Regions from separate parts of the Mus musculus genome. Here region 2 is linked to region 1. The links are chromatin contacts, called in public Hi-C maps. All regions are on one chromosome and are shown on one strand. Each heading gives the region's core, a stretch centred on a gene start, on an enhancer-like site or on the middle of the called end of the contact. The rest is flanking DNA. Distances are from core to core; before and after follow the strand shown.

The links. A called contact is a pair of places that touch in the nucleus more often than the background predicts.
Region 2: a Hi-C map of embryonic stem cells shows a contact between it and region 1, with 4 times the contacts expected there. The contact joins two enhancer-like sites. A contact is called at or near these places in 6 of 484 Hi-C or Micro-C datasets (cortical neurons and embryonic stem cells) and 1 of 115 datasets of contacts at active chromatin or transcription factors (embryonic stem cells).

Annotation. Positions count from the first base shown.
Region 1 is chr6:128,477,936-128,482,552 of GRCm38.p6, forward strand. All of the region lies in intron 2 of Gm10069 (predicted gene 10069), which reads left to right. Among named protein-coding and RNA genes, the nearest start is that of Gm10069, 41 kb to the left of the region's middle. Within about 2 kb of position 2,081, at least 73 of the 459 cell types and tissues checked have an H3K27ac peak or open chromatin away from gene starts, as enhancers often do. A contact at or near this core is called in embryonic stem cells, where this site is marked.
Region 2 is chr6:128,745,573-128,750,189 of GRCm38.p6, forward strand. No RefSeq gene overlaps it. Among named protein-coding and RNA genes, the nearest start is that of Klrb1, 25 kb to the left of the region's middle. Within about 2 kb of position 1,964, at least 7 of the 459 cell types and tissues checked have an H3K27ac peak or open chromatin away from gene starts, as enhancers often do. A contact at or near this core is called in embryonic stem cells, where this site is marked.

The sequences.
Region 1 (4,617 bases), core at 831-3,330:
TCTTTTTGGAAGCTGAGTAAAGTCTTGGGTGTTGCTTCCTGCTGCTTCCGTTGATGTGCCGGTTTAGTTGGTAACTCCTGTAATTATCCTTGTTCATTTATTCCAGAATTCAACAAATCCAACTCCAAATGGTTTCACAAGTTGACAATGTCCCCCTGTGTCCTCCTGGTACGGGAATTCAAATACCATGGTGTCTCTGACCCAAGGACTGTCTCCTGACTACCCACTACCAAACAAGGAGACCTTCTAACCCAATGACGCCCTAATTCAGCCGGAAGCCGACTGCTTCCTGACTTGAGACCCCAAGTCTTCCAGTTTACCAGGCCATAAGCAGAGAAGATTACAAAGAGAGCAAGGACACACGGAGGTTCCCCCACCCCGCTACACAGGGATGAGTGGCAGGATCTGCCTGACTACTGTCCCGGAAATGGCTCACACATTAACTAGGCCTCACCCCCTTACCCAGACAGATCGACGACCCCTGTCATTTAACCCAAGTATGACCTATTCCCCTACCTTGGCCATGCAGCATAGGCCACATATTAACTAAGCCTACTTTTCTTCCCTTCTGTCTGAAACCTTAAACAGCAGACACCCTGCTCTGCTTGCTTTGAGGTACCTCAGAGACCCCGCTGTGCCACCTGAGGCCCTGTTGCTGCTGTTAAAACACTGGTTGAACCTCTTTTCCTTTCCCACCCTAAAGCTAAACAGTAGTGTTTTGAGGAAGTGATGCTAACTCAATTTGGAGGAATCGTGTTTAGAACAAAGAATACAAAAACAAACAGACAAATAAAAACCGTAAAAACAAAGTCAGATACAAAACTGTGTAATTGGCCAATGGGTGGTGGACAGTTGAGGGGCCTAGGCCATCGGACTCACTGGCCTCAGGTGACTCCACTTGAGGCTTCAGGGTGACAGGAAATTCCCAGGGTCTTCACCCAGCTGAAGCAGAGGGTGGCTGAGTAGTGATTTCTGGGGTGGGGAAGGGGGAAGTCTTTCTTCAAGTCATGTCTGAGAATCTCTCCTTGACTTTGGGTCGCCACTGTCCTGTCTCAGGTGAGAGGCAGAGTCTTCAGTGACTGTCCCTTCCTTTGCACACCATCAGTGTACCAAGCCCCCTGCCCCCCCCCACCCCCCCCAGCCCATGCATGTAACTGAAGCAGCCACATACTAACGTGATTCTCACCCATTTTTGCCCGGAGTGTAGGTTAGAGGGTTTAAAGCAGGGCAGAGGAGGGACTGGGTACTGAAAAAGACGTCTTGTTTAATGCTACAGAGCTCGTTCACTGGAGGTTTTATTTGAAGCTGTAGCCTGCATCCATGGTACCTCAGCACAGACAATACTTCACCGGGTCCTGAGGACTTGGGTTACTGCTTTTTAATTCTAGCAAAGACATTTTAAACAAACGCATGAATACAGAGAGAAGATCCCGGGGAATGCCCCAGCACCCTACGTACCGCTACAGCTATCAAATTGAAACCTCCCTCTTCATCCTTAAGCGTCATTCACACTTTTTTTTTTTTTGTTTGTTTGTTTTTGTTTTTCGAGACAGGGTTTCTCTGTATAGCCCTGGCTGTCCTGGAACTCACTTTGTAGACCAGGCAGTCCTCGAACTCAGAAATCCTCCTGCCTCTGCCTCCCCCTCTTCCTCCCTCCCTCTCTCCCACTGTGCTGGGATTAAAGGCGTGTGCCACCACGCCCGGCTTTCATTCACATTTTTTGCAACGAATTCCAGAGAGTAGGTCTTCCTCCTGCCCCTGACCCCCCTCTTCCTCCCTCCCTCTCTCCCACTACCAGCTTCCTTAAGGAGAAAGTGAGATAATCTAGACATTCGGTGAAATGAAGATCAGCTCCGGGCTGAGAAGTCAGGGAAGGAGGAAGGAACTGGTCTATTATAAATTTGTCAGGGCTCTGTGTTTCCGATATGAATTGAATCTCCTGCAAAGACTCTGTGCTGAGGACAGCCGTCTCCCTCTAGCTCCCCCTTGCGGCTGATTTCCTCTAGGTCGAGGGGGAGGGAGTCAGGGATAGGAAAACAGAATGGCTCTTGCCCCCCCTGCTGGCTGCCCGCGTGGATGACAGGAAAGGCCCACAGCAGGGGTGCACCTGGGAGGACGTTTCTTGGTTTGCGGTTCCTTCAGGAACCACCCCTCCCCAGCCCCTCCCCCCCAGCAGACAGGCAAACGATGGGACACGGTGTGAGGAAGGGTCTCCTCAAAGTTTTAGCCCCCGTCTTATCTACAGGTCTGCAGGGCTCCAGGGATGGCAAGGCTTACAGCGGGCCACAGCGGGCCGCAGCGGGCCAATGCCCACGAGGGCTAGCACTGCACGGTGCCAGGAGGAGCAGACTCCTGCTGTGTGTTTCTGGCATCCTGCATGACAGACACCAGTGAACCCATCATCCCTTTAAATGGAAACTCAATGGCAGAGGCTAGTTGTCCTAGCAACTGCAGGACAGAAGAGCCTTTGTCGGGGCTGGAGAGATGGCTCAGCAGTTAAGGGCACTGACTGCTCTTTCAAAGGTCCTGAGTTCAATTCCCAGCAACCACATGGTGGCTCACAACCATCTGTAATGAGATCCGATGCCCTCTTCTACAGTGTACTCATATAAATAAAATGAATCTTTAAAAAAAAAAAAGAGCAAAAAAGAAGAGCCTTTGTCACTGGCTGTGGCAACACATGCTGGTGACCATGTCCTCTTCTTCCCCCCCACCTCCCACTCTCCTTTAGACATGCAGGCCCCTAGTAGCTGTTGAACTATTGGGTTTGTCTTTATTAGAGAGACTGTCTCTGATTTATCAGACTTCACAGCAGAGAAGAGAGATCTGCGGAAGGAGGCAGCTGTGTAAATAGAGCCTGGATGAGACTGGCCTGGATCACCCTAGGCACTGTGGTCTCCCAAGTGGGATCTCAAAGATGGCATAGTCAAATATGGCACCATGGTGGGGACGTACTCCCAGCCTTGTCGCAGAGCTGTCTGGGATTTGAAGGCAATAATTATCTTTATTTTCAGTACTTGCCTTCTTTATGTTGGCTCAGACAAGTACTGTAGGGCATTTGAACAGGTTTCCTCTGTGGTCCGCTCTCTGTAGGGGACTCCACTGAGTCAGCTTGTTTTCAGACACTGAACAGCACGGAAAAGTTGACATGTCAGTTTGTGAACACAGAGGATCTGGAATGAACTTTGCCGTGCCACACTCTGTACCCTCAGTTCGAGATGGGAGGTGACAGCTGATAACTGTTACGAAAAGGCATTCTTGAGGCCAGCATGTGCCTGGGACTCAGCTTGGCTTCTGAAGACCATGAAGTGTGGCAAGCCTGACACCGACATCCGAATCTCTTCCCAGACCACAATGGGATTCATTTCTTCCTAGCTCTCAGGTGTCCATGATTTGAAGGCAGTACTGCCCGTTACCCACTCCAAGATTCTCGGATACAGTACACAGCCTCTCTCCTGGTTTCTGTATGCACTGCTCCTCCTTCAGGCTCCTCCAAGGCCACAGGGAGTGGAGAAAGGAGGGGTCTTAGGGTGTACCCTTCTCTGTCAGTTGTCATCTGAGTATCCCACTCTTCTGCTAACAGGGTCCTCATGATGGCAAAGCACGCCCAGGCTAAAGCAGGACCCACTTTCCACCTGAGGTCTGGCTATAGTTCCTCAGCTTCCAGTCACTGTGTGGGGCCCTAGAGCACCACCCAGATTCTCTTAGAAAAACACCGCAATTGTGGAACTCTCCAGAACAGTCTCTAAATGAGAAAGTCAGGATTGGGCAAATTGATGTGATTCAGCTGTCTACGACCTGAGTTGATACCACCCAAGCAGGTTTCAAATGTCGTTACAGTATAGATATGATACAAAGGGAGAAGCAATTCTGGACTAGGCTGGGTTAGATGGCAGCAGGGCACCACCAAAGTCTCTGGTTATCTGATGCTTGGAGATGTGACTTCATCAGACTGTTCCTGAATCAATTTGTAGATCTATGGTTTGTGCTTGGTGCCCTGTCGCATTGTGAAGGAAGTGCCTGATCTACACACCAGAGCTTAAAACGCATTTAGAAATTTTCATGTCTTGATTTCCATTCTCAGGTCAGGCTGAGCTCACGAATCATGAGCTCGTCTGACGCTTACAACTTTGTGGCATGTCAGAGGATGAGCAGACCCACTCAGAAATGTCTCTGCATGTTCCTGCTGTCCGTCTGTGGGACTTTGTAACCCACGCTGGTTAAGTGTCTATCCAAGCCTCAGGCTGAGTAGCTATGCATGATGTTCCCTGAGAGGCAGGCAGTAACTTCTGGGAGTGAACAGTAACGAGACAAGATGCCTGAGAACCAAAAGTTCAGCGTGAGGGCTTGGGTGTAGATTCTTTTATCATTAAACATCCAGCTGAACAAAGCATCCAGGATGGCCATTAGCCCACCAGTGAGCTCCCCTGCCTCGCTACACGGAGACAGTCCACACTGAAAACAAACAAGCTGTTCCAAAGACGGAAGACAAGGCTGTTCAGAAGAAAAGATATTCTAGAAGCAACCAAAGCAACAAAAACTTCTGACATGGGAACGCATTCAGCATGAAAATATGTAAATAAAATAAAGTTCTAGTCTTAGTTAGGGTTTTACTGC
Region 2 (4,617 bases), core at 714-3,213, 270 kb after region 1:
TGCAAATTCTGAAAACTTAGTCAAGGTTTTAAATGCTTTTAATGTGTCTACTAGTTGGTCCTAGAGGGAGGTAACAATGTGTGAGGAGCCGCCCTTGCAATCGCCATTGCAAGATGGCGCTGATATCCGGTGTCCTGACTGGTAAACAAGTAGTCTGAGCATGTGCTGGGGTATTTTTCCATTCCTTGTGCCCTGCCTGTCCCGTGGCATCATCTGGGCTGATGGTGAGCAACCAGTCAGGGTGAAAAACGTCTCCATCCGCTCTTGTGGCCTACTTAAGGACCGAGTTTCCTGTGTTCTGGGTCTCCTCCCCAGAAGCTGATCATCTTTCTCTCGAGATGCATTAAAGCTTTGCTGCAGAAGGATCCGAGTGTGCCCTGTGTGTGTGTCCTCGCCGGCGAGACTCCTTATCACACAGACACAACAATGGTTTATAGACAGTGTAGTGGTATTTGCAGTAAGATGAACAGGTCTCTGATCCAGAGCTGGCCAGTCTCTGACATGCTCAGTTTTAAGGATAACATTGTTAACTTTAGGTAGTTTCAGCAAAATACAAAATGGACTATGCACACAAAATGCATTTAGTATACTTTAGTCATTCTAAATGTATCACTTATTTAAGTTATTTATGAAAGAAACCAGTTATAAAGTCAATATTTTATGTGTCATTTTTTTTTAACCTGGAATAAGCTCTTATTTTGAGTGTTACACAGGAAACACTTTTGAAGGGGAATACAACCTGCTCAGGGCCATCAGTAACATGATTGTTGATGGTATGATATAGATACAGGTGGTTAGGAATTTGGGTGAGGGTTGAGGGGTTTCATACAAGACCAGAAATGACATGAGGATGGAATCATCAAAGTTCATTCCAACATGAGTGGCAATTCACAAAAGCTAGAACTTTGGAACATACTGAAACAGGTATGTTGAGTAACCCTGGGTAAAAGAGTGCCTATCTTAGTTACTTTTCTTTTGCTGTGAAGAGACACCATGACCAAGGCAACTTATAGAAGAGTTTATTGCAAGCTTGCTTTAAAATTCAGATGATTGAGTCCATCAATGACCATCATGGTGAGGAGCGTGGCAGCAGGCAGGGAAGTATGATGTTGGAGCAGTAGCTGAGAGCTTAAGAGTTAAGACAACCATGAGGCAAAAACAGAGCTGACTAGGGATTGTGTGGGCTTTTGGAAACCCAACTCCAGTGACACAACTCCTCCAACCAGGCCACACCTATTAATTCTCCGCAAACAACTTCACCCATAGTGGACTAAGCATTGAAATATATGAGTCAACTGCCACACACACTGGGAAATGTCACAGACACTCCAGGGAAGTCTGCTTGGCAGGCTGAGAAGCCTGGAAGCACTCACGAGGCAAAGAGTTTCACGGAAACTCACCTCCTGGAGCTTTGGCGATCTCATTAACCCGTATATTCATACCCTATCCCCGAGTTAGTCTGGTTTATGGATCCACGTGATCTCTTTTAGCATTATCTTATTATAAGTGTCTTTTAAGATTGAATTCTGACATACGTAAGCTCCCACCAGTGTTCCAAGGTCCCAGAAACCGGAAGAGCTTGGAATCCGGCAGGAATGCAGTAAGGAAGTTACCTATTCAGTAACTAATTAAGCATTACAAAAGACGGGGCCAACAGCTCAGAGCTGGTCTGCAAAGTATTTACTAAGGACAGTAGCAAATCTCACCCAAACAAGGGAATACCATAATATAGCTAGGGAATCCCACTGAGACAGAGATCTTCTCTACAGCCAGGTATAGCAAGCTTCATATTAGAAGCAAGTTGGTGAATTCTTCTGTAGACCCAGGATAGGGGGTTTGGGGTATTGCAGTATTCATGAAAAGGTCTGCTAGTGCAGAACCCCTGGTGGTGGGCTTAACAATAGACTAGCTTTACACCTGGATCCCTTCATAGTGGCAGTGGCCTGGTCCCCTCCTTCTTGTGATGTATACGTTCCTTTTGTATTGCATCACTGTAACTTGGTGGATTGTATCTGCCTTATTTCTTATTATTCTTTGATATAAAAAGTTTGGTGCTCAACCTGACAAAATACATTCAGATTCTACACAATCTCGCATGTTGGTCTGTCTGTCACCCACCGACTCCTTGACCATCTGCACCCAGAGAACTGTCCACACAGACAAAGGGACCCAGAGGGTCTGCGGCAGTCAACGAGAGCCATTCTCATTAAAATCATCACTGTGTCCTTTCTTGGGGTCTCAGTTGGTCTGTGATCTTCTAGGCAGTACTGCTGGTTTCTGCTTCTTCCAGGCATTTTAGCTTGTCTGAGAGTGACTCTCAGTGGTCCTTACTCCATATGCATTATTGTGGAGGAAGGGGACTACTAAATCTGCTCAGTATCATGACTTTTTAAAGTTATTTTGAGTTAAATCCTTTTTAAATTATTAATTAATTAATTAATTAATATCACAAATACTGCCCCATACCCACTCCCCTCTCTTTCCCTTCCTCTCCCTCCCATGACTATTTTGTTCCCCCTTCTAAGTGGGATTCAAGCATCCTCACTTGGACCTTCCTTCTTATTTAACTTCTTTGGGTCTGTGGGGTGCCTCATGGGTAGTCTGTACTTTGTGGCTAATATCCACTTATCATTGAACACATACCATGCATACCCTTTTAGATCTGGGTTCCTTCACATAGGATAATATTTTCTTGTTCCATCCATTTGCCTGCATCATTCATAATGTTCTTGTTTTTAACAGCTGAATATTATTCCATTGTGTAAATGAACCACATTTTTTGTATCCATTCTTTGTTTGAGGGACATCTATGTTGCTTACAGTTTCTGATTATTACAAATAAAGCTGCTATGAACATAGTGAAGCATGTGCCCTGGCGCCATGGTGGAGCATCTTTTGGGTACGTGCCCAGCTGGGTCTTCAGGTGAATCTATTTCCAATTTTCTGAAAAACTGCCAGATTGGTTTCCAGAGTGGCTATACCAGTTTGCACTCTCACCAGCAATGGAAGAGTGCTCTACATTCTCACCGGCATGTGCTGTCACATTAGTTTTTGATCTTAGCCATTCTGATTGGTGTAAGTGGACTCTCAGGGTTGTTTTGATTTGCAATTCTCTGATGACTAAAAACTTTGAACATTTCTTTCTTTCTTTCTTTCTTTCTTTCTTTCTTTCTTCCTTTCTCTCTCTCTCTCTCTCTCTCTTTCTTTCTTTCTTCCTTCCTTCCTTCCTTACTCTTTCTCTCTCTCTTCCTTTCTTTCTTTCTTTCTTTCTTTCTTTCTTTCTTTCTTTCTTTCTTTCTTTCTTTCTTTCTTTCTTCCTTTCTTCCTTCCTTCCTTCCTTCCTTTCTTTCTTTCTTTCTTTCTTTCTTTCTTTCTTTCTTTCTTTCTCTCTCTCTCTCTCTCTTTCTTCCTTCCTTCCTTCCTTCCTTCCTTCCTTACTCTCTCTCTCTCTTCCTTTCTTTCTTCCTTTCTTCCTTCCTTCCTTCCTTTCTTTCTTTCTTTCTTTCTTTCTTTCTTTCTTTCTTTCTTTCTTTCTTTCTTTCTTTCTTTCTGAGACAGGGTTTATCCTTTGTAGCCCTGGCTGTCCTAGAACTCGCTCTGTAGAGCAGGCTGGCCTCAAACTCAGAAATCTGCCTGCCTCTGCCTCCCAGTGCTGGGATTAAAGGCATGCACCACCACTGCCCTGCAGAACATTTCTTTAAGCACTTCTCAGCCATTCAAGGTTCCTCTGTTGTGAATTCTCTGTTTTCCATTTTTTAATTGGGTTATTTGGTTTTCTGGAGTCTAACTTCTTGAATTATATATATATATTAGATATTAGCCCTCTGTTGAATGAAGGGTAGGTAAAGATAATTTCCCAATCTGTAGGTTGCCATTTTGTCTTATTGATATTGTCCTTTATCTTATAGAAGCTTTTTAGTTTCATGAGGTCCCATTTATCAATTGCTGATCATAGAGCCTGGGCCATTGGAGTTCTGTTCAGGAAACTGTCTCCTGTGACAATGAGTTCAAGGCTATTTCCCACTTCCTCTTCTATTAGATTCAGTGTATCTGGTTTTATGTTGAGGTCCTTGATATATGTGAACTTGAGCATTGTGCAGGGTAATAGATATGGATCTATTTGGATTCTTCTACATGCACATATCCAGTTAGACCCAAACCATCTTTTGATGATAGTTTCATTTTTCCATTATATGATTTGGCCTTCTTTGTCAAAAATCAAGTGTCTATAGTTATGTGGGTTTATTTCTGGGACATTGATTCTATTCCTTTGATCAACCTGTCTGTTTCGCTATGAATTCCATGTAGTTTTTTATCACTATAGACCTTCCCGTTGTCTTTGTGCACAGGAAATACCAACCACAAAGGTCTCCAAAGAAGCAGGCTCTTGTAATTATGGTCAGTAGACACTTTAACCACTGGAGTACTAATAGGCCTATTAGCATCTGTCTGGAGTCTATGAACATCAATTTTGTTTATTTCTGTAACAAATAGGTCTATAATTCTGTTATCAAAAACAAAGATCACAGATCGGGAAAAGAACGAGACACAGCCCTGGAATTCACTCTTCTTCAAATCCCTCTGTTAAGGCTTAGGAAAAATATTAAGGCCTAGATG